Regions from separate parts of the Hordeum vulgare genome. Here region 1 is linked to region 2. Evidence: chromatin contacts called from public Hi-C data. All regions are on one chromosome and are shown on one strand. The core of a region is the stretch at or near the end of the contact, and the rest is flanking DNA. Distances in the headings are between cores, read along the strand shown.

Region 1 (2,955 bases), core at 444-2,943, 200 kb after region 2:
CTAGCTAGCAATGCTAGCCACTCGTCGAATGAGGAGCTCGTGGTTACCTGTAGGGCACAACATACTTGAGGTAGCTAGCGATGCCAGCTTGTGGTTTTCTTCACCTTTTTATATTATTTTCTTTATGTTTTCACTTTGGATTTCGTCGTTTCTTCTCCTTTTTCTTTGTTCTTTTACATTTTCTCTATTTTTTTTATTTCTTTACTAGTTTTCTTTGTTTTTCTTTTACTTGTGAATATATATATGCAAAAATTTTGGGGCACCTAGATGCATGGGCACCTAGGTCAGTTATGGCAAGTCATATTTATTAGTGCATTGCCATTCAATCGACAAAATAATGTCTTTCCATATTTTGTTTGCATGTATTAATATATTAAATGGTTATTGCTTTTCAAAACAAAAATAGTGTGAACATTTATACATGGCTTCTATATGTGTACATGTATCTGATATTTTCCACGTAGACCGTGATACGTGTTACTGGATATTATATTAAATGAATATATATATGCGTCGGTGTTATACCCAATAAAAATATGCACATAAATATCATACATTTTAATAAATATGTTTTGGTGTTATACTCAATGAAATTATACATAGAAATATTCATACCTCGATGTGAATGTACACATGAATATACATACCTCAATGTGAATTTACATATAAATATAAATATCTTGATTTTAATTTTAATTTAATATATACCTATAAATGGCACACTTTTTAATAAATGATACATGCATGTATTCGAGATATGTATACAAGTTAGTGAGTACTATACCTAATGAAAATATGTATGTATTGGTGTTGTACAAAATGAAAAGACGCATGTGTTAATGTTATATCCAACAAAAATACATATGCGCTCACGTACATGCTACCATACATGACAATAAGTATGATTAATAATTAATTGTGATTTTCTATCATAAAGGAACAATTAATGACACGTATCAATTAGGCATGCAAACAAATAGGAAAGTAATAATGCATGCATGCATGTAAAATTTAAACCAATCTTAACATCGAAATCAAGTATGATCCAACGGCATCTAGGTCAGGACCCTGGGCACCTAGGTGCCCCAAACGGTCGTCTCCGAATGTTTGGTTAACATTTCCGAATGCAAGATTAACTTTTCTCGAACAAATGGTCAACATTTTCAAATGCTTGATTAACATTATTTAATTACATGGTTAAAATAATTTCTATACATATCTAAAAAATCTCAAATGCTTGGGTAACATTTTCAAATACAAGATTAATATTTTTCTAATACATGGTCAAAATGTTTCTCTACACATTTTTAACATTTTTAAATGCTGGTTTAAGATTTTTTTATAATACAAAATAAACATATTTCTAATACACAATAAATATTTTTCCTACACATATATAACATTTTCAAATTATTTATTAACATTTTAATAATATATAAGTAATATATTTTTAATACATAATCAATATTTTTTCTATGCATATTTAACATTTTTTCAAATGCATGATTAACACTTTTTCAGAAATTATGTAATATCTAGTTTTGGAAGTGTAAACAAAAGTAAAAAAGAAATAAAAACAAAAACAAATAACGTAAAAAAGTAGAAAGTAAAACGAGGCACTACCCTCCCACACACTGGGCCGACTCATAAAGGTCGCGCTACTGCAAGGTGATTCAGGGGAGCTCCTATAAGGCGGTTCGCGCTTCTGGTGCCTGCAGCGCCCCCTGGGCCGGTACATAAAACTTCTCCTGACGTCTCGTTGCAGGTTCTGAAAAAAATCATTGATTTTTTAAAATGTGAATTACAAAACGTGTATTAAAATTTTATTGAATTAAAAAGCACTGAATCAGATATGCAAAAATTTCAATAATTATGCAAAAATATTCACATATTTTTATAATATATTCATGGATTTTCAAAAAGTTTACAAAATTCGAAAAAAATCATCAATATTGAAAAACAATTCATAAATTCTTAAAAATAGTTCATTGATTTTGGAAAAGGTTCACGAATTTGAAAATATGTTCACCGATTTTGAAAAAAAAATCACTGATTTCAAAAAAATATCCATACATTTCTAAAAGTATTTCATTGAATTTGATAAAAAATCACAAATTTAAAATATGTTCACTGATTTTCAAAAAAAGTTCACCGATTTCAAAAAAACAGTTCATAACTTTTCATTGATTTTGAAAAAAGTCCACAAATTTGAAAATATGTTCACGGTTTTGAAAATAAATTCATCGATTTCAGGAAAAAAGTTCATACATTTAAAAAAAATGTTTACTTATTTTAGAAAAAGTTCACGAATTTTAAAATATGTTCATCAAATATGAAAAAAGTTCACATATTTTGAAAAAAAGTTTAGTGAATTAAAAAAGAGTTCATCGAATTTGAAAAAGAAAAAGAACAAAAACCAAAAAAATGTTCCAAATAAAAAAGAAAATACGAACAAATCAAATAGTAAAAAACAGAACAAAACCATTCCGAATAAAAAAAGAAAGACAAAAAAAAGATGATAAAGAAATGGAAAAAATAAAAAGGCGTGCTGGAAGAAAAAATGCAAGAAAGAGTAGTAGAACAACTAATAGTCAATGGTTTGATGGTTGTCGCGTCGTGGGAATCTCTGAGATATCTCAGGATCGAATTCTCGTCCCCCTCATTTTTTACCACCGAAAACAGATAATATGGGCTGGGCCGAGCCCAGCTCACGCGGCTGCAGGCGCCGGTTAGGAAAATTGCACTATAACCGGCGTTTGCCGCGCCAAATAGGGTTTGTCGTGATTCAGCTAGTCGGTTGCTCTTCTTGTATATCACGAGAGATAGTCACATCCTAATTTCTTGACCTCTCCATGTAGCGTGCATCTCCCAAATCACTGATTTCTGGCCCTAGCCAAGTTAAGATCACCCCTTGCAAGGAGTTTTATATAGGCACACATTTGATTTCTATCCCTA
Region 2 (2,926 bases), core at 160-2,659:
GTTTCAAAAAATAAATAAATTATTTGATGGTATATATATGCATATGCGTTGTTGTGGGCCTGTGTGTGTGTGGAGTGTGCTTAATTCCGTCATGCACTTTGATCTTTATCATCTTGGTGGATGCCTGGAGCTGGAATTGAACAATTGTTCATTTATCAAGTTCCTGCGTTTCTCAAGATGATAAACAAAATCCTTGGATTCTTGGTTTTCCTGCTAACTTTTGTGTCGATCCGGTCGTGGGATCACACTCGATTGGTCTCCTTGGACTGTTGCATGCATGTGCTCAAGTGTTCTTTCCTCTTGTTCAACAAAAATCTCATCCAGTTATAGAGTACTATAATACGTATACGTACATGTTAACGGTACTTCGTAGCCCCCACCAGGACACCGTGATGACGCCGAATCTCAAGACCTCCGGTCTGTCTGACCGACTGCCTGTCTTTGTGCCCGGCATCATTCGTTTCTTGTGTTAGACGCAGGTGTTGAGGTGTTCGCATTGCTTTGCAGGTTGCATCGTCTCGGATTCCATACACTCGAGCACGCTGAACCTGGAAGCAGATGATTATGCGACCCTGGACGTGGCTTCCCATCTGCTCTGGCCGCGTTTGAGGCCTCTGGAGCACACACATGGAGCCGCCATTATGCCACGAGGAGCGTGGCAACCGGCAGTAACGTACGTACATCTTATCTCCCCGGCCTAAAATCCAGCTGGTTGTGTCGTTCGTGCAGAGCCTCGTTCGGTGATGGAGGGGACATGGAGCCGCGGCGGGGCAGAGGGGTCTGCACCGCACCGCACGGCCAGGTTCTGGCGCTGCACGTTTCGCCGTTTGTTCCGGAGCGAGGCAGGAGGAACAGGCCGTATCTTGTCCCGTCCTCTGTACTCCGTCTCTGTACCGTCTGTTGCCCCGTCTGCTTTGTTTGGGGTTTAGCTCCAGCGCGGCATGCAGTCGGCAGGGGCTGGACCGCGACGAGCGAGCCCGTTGCCGTTGGGTAGTGTATTGAGTATTTTTCTAAGCTCGGCTCCTGTAGACGAGCAATAATAATAACAGTGGAGCGAGAAGAGGAGACGTGGATCCTGCGCGATGATGCATTATGGAGATGGAGAGAGAGGAGACACCGGGACAGGAGCCCAGATCAGGCCTATGAACAATGATAGCTCCCCCGGAACGAACCTACACTGCACATTTTTTTGAAAGAAACCTACACTGCACATCTCCGGTCGAGTCCAGTGCACCGACGCGCCTGATCTGATCTGATCTGATCGGGCTCGAGCTGATCTTCGACCGGTAGCACGTCCGCTTCGCCCATCCTCTCCCTGCGATTCCTGCATCGCTATCTCCCATCTCTCCGCTGTAATGACGCATGAGCCTGGCCCATGGCTGCTATGCTGGGAAGAGAAGAGTACAGTGGGCAAGCACCATCACTAATTCACTAGTACCAGCTCGGTGCAATGCAGCACCTGTACACTTTACGTGATGCATAATTGCGCAGCTTAGCCGCGGTGCATCTGCAATTCTGCATCCTAGGTAATCAACTGATTCGTCCGCGCGCGTACCCGCACAGACACCCTGTTGCTGTCCCCGGATCCATCGCCTTTCTCCTTCCTCCCGTCCTTTGCCAACACAGCCACGCACACGGCACACACACAGCGCCCACGTTACCTTCTCTTTTAAGCCCCCACGCTTTTCCCTACCCTTTCCACCCCCGTCCTCGCCTCCTTGTCCTGCCCCCGGCTCTCCTTCTCCCGCTAACCCATCCGAGCATCGCCTTCTCCTTGGCGTTCCGCGATCATGGTCTGACCCGTCGCGCCTTGGAGCCTGAGCTGCCGGCGGTCGGGGGATGGCGGGCGGTGCTAGGTGCAGCGCGCTGCTGCGCGGGTTCCTGTCGCTCTTCTTTGTCATGTTCCTCCACATTGGCCACGCCGGCTGCTGCTTCTCCCCAGGCCCTGCCTCGCAGCAGCACGAGGAGGACGACGCCGGCGCTGCCAGCAGCGGCAGCAGCAGCAAGAGGAGGAAGATATCGCCGCTCGCCTTCTCCCCGGCCGTGTCGTCCTCCACCGGTGTTGAAGAGAGGGCCGGGGCCAGGCGCAGGGGCAGGCACGTCTCGTCTCTCGCCACCAGCCTCCGGTGCTACATACACCGCATCTTCTCTTCCGCCGGGCCCAGGAATGCTGTTCCGGGCGGAGAGGAGGAGGAGGAGGCCGTCACGACCACCGTGTCGTCGTCGCCGCTCGCTCAGTCCGTGACGCGGCGTCAGACGTCGGTGCTGCTGTCCACGCCGTCTTCACCGTGCGCGTCGCCGTTCCTGTCCCCGATGTCGCCGCAGTCGCTCAGCGTCACCCCGCTCGTGCCCTGCTCGCCGCTGGCGACCAGGCAGCTGTCCAGGTCGTTCGCCGCCCGCGGGGACCTGTTCCCTTGCAAGGTGTGCGGCGAGGTGCTGAGCAAGCCGCAGCAGCTGGAGCTCCACCAGGCGATGAAGCACTCCCTGTCGGAGCTCACCCACCTCGACTCCAGCATGAACATCATCCGCATGATCTTCCTCGCCGGATGGGGGCTGCCCGCGTCAGGCGCCGGCGCCGGCGCAGGCGACCCCCCGGCCGTCGGGCGCATCCTCAGGATCCACCACAACCCGCGCGCGCTCTCTCGGTTCGAGGAGTACCGGGACCTGGTCCGCGCCCGCGCCGCCCGCCGCTGCGCGGGCGCCAGCGGCGCGGTGGTGGAGGAGCGGTGCATCGCGGACGGCAACGAGCGGCTGCGGTTCCACTGCGCCACCATGCTCTGCTCCCTGGGCGCTGGCGTGTGCGGGAGCCCCTACTGCTGCACCTGCACCATCCTCCGCCACGGGTTCGCCGGGAAGCAGGCGGACGTGGACGGCATCGCCACGTACTCCTCCGGGTGGGCCGCGCACGCGTCGCTGCCGGAGGAGG

Evidence for each region. A called contact is a pair of places that touch in the nucleus more often than the background predicts.
Region 1: a Hi-C map of leaf shows a contact between it and region 2, with 3 times the contacts expected there. The contact joins the enhancer-like site here to the promoter of LOC123449078 in region 2. A contact is called at or near these places in 2 of 6 Hi-C or Micro-C datasets (leaf and seedling).

What each region holds. Positions count from the first base shown.
Region 1 is chr4H:486,629,433-486,632,387 of MorexV3_pseudomolecules_assembly, forward strand. No RefSeq gene overlaps it. Among protein-coding and RNA genes, the nearest start is that of LOC123449078, 200 kb to the left of the region's middle. Within about 2 kb of position 1,694, at least 2 of the 3 cell types and tissues checked have open chromatin away from gene starts, as enhancers often do. A contact at or near this core is called in leaf, where this site is marked.
Region 2 is chr4H:486,428,411-486,431,336 of MorexV3_pseudomolecules_assembly, forward strand. LOC123449078 reads left to right here and starts at 1,410. Exons shown (of 1, transcript XM_045126164.1): 1 at 1,410-2,926. The coding sequence starts at 1,840.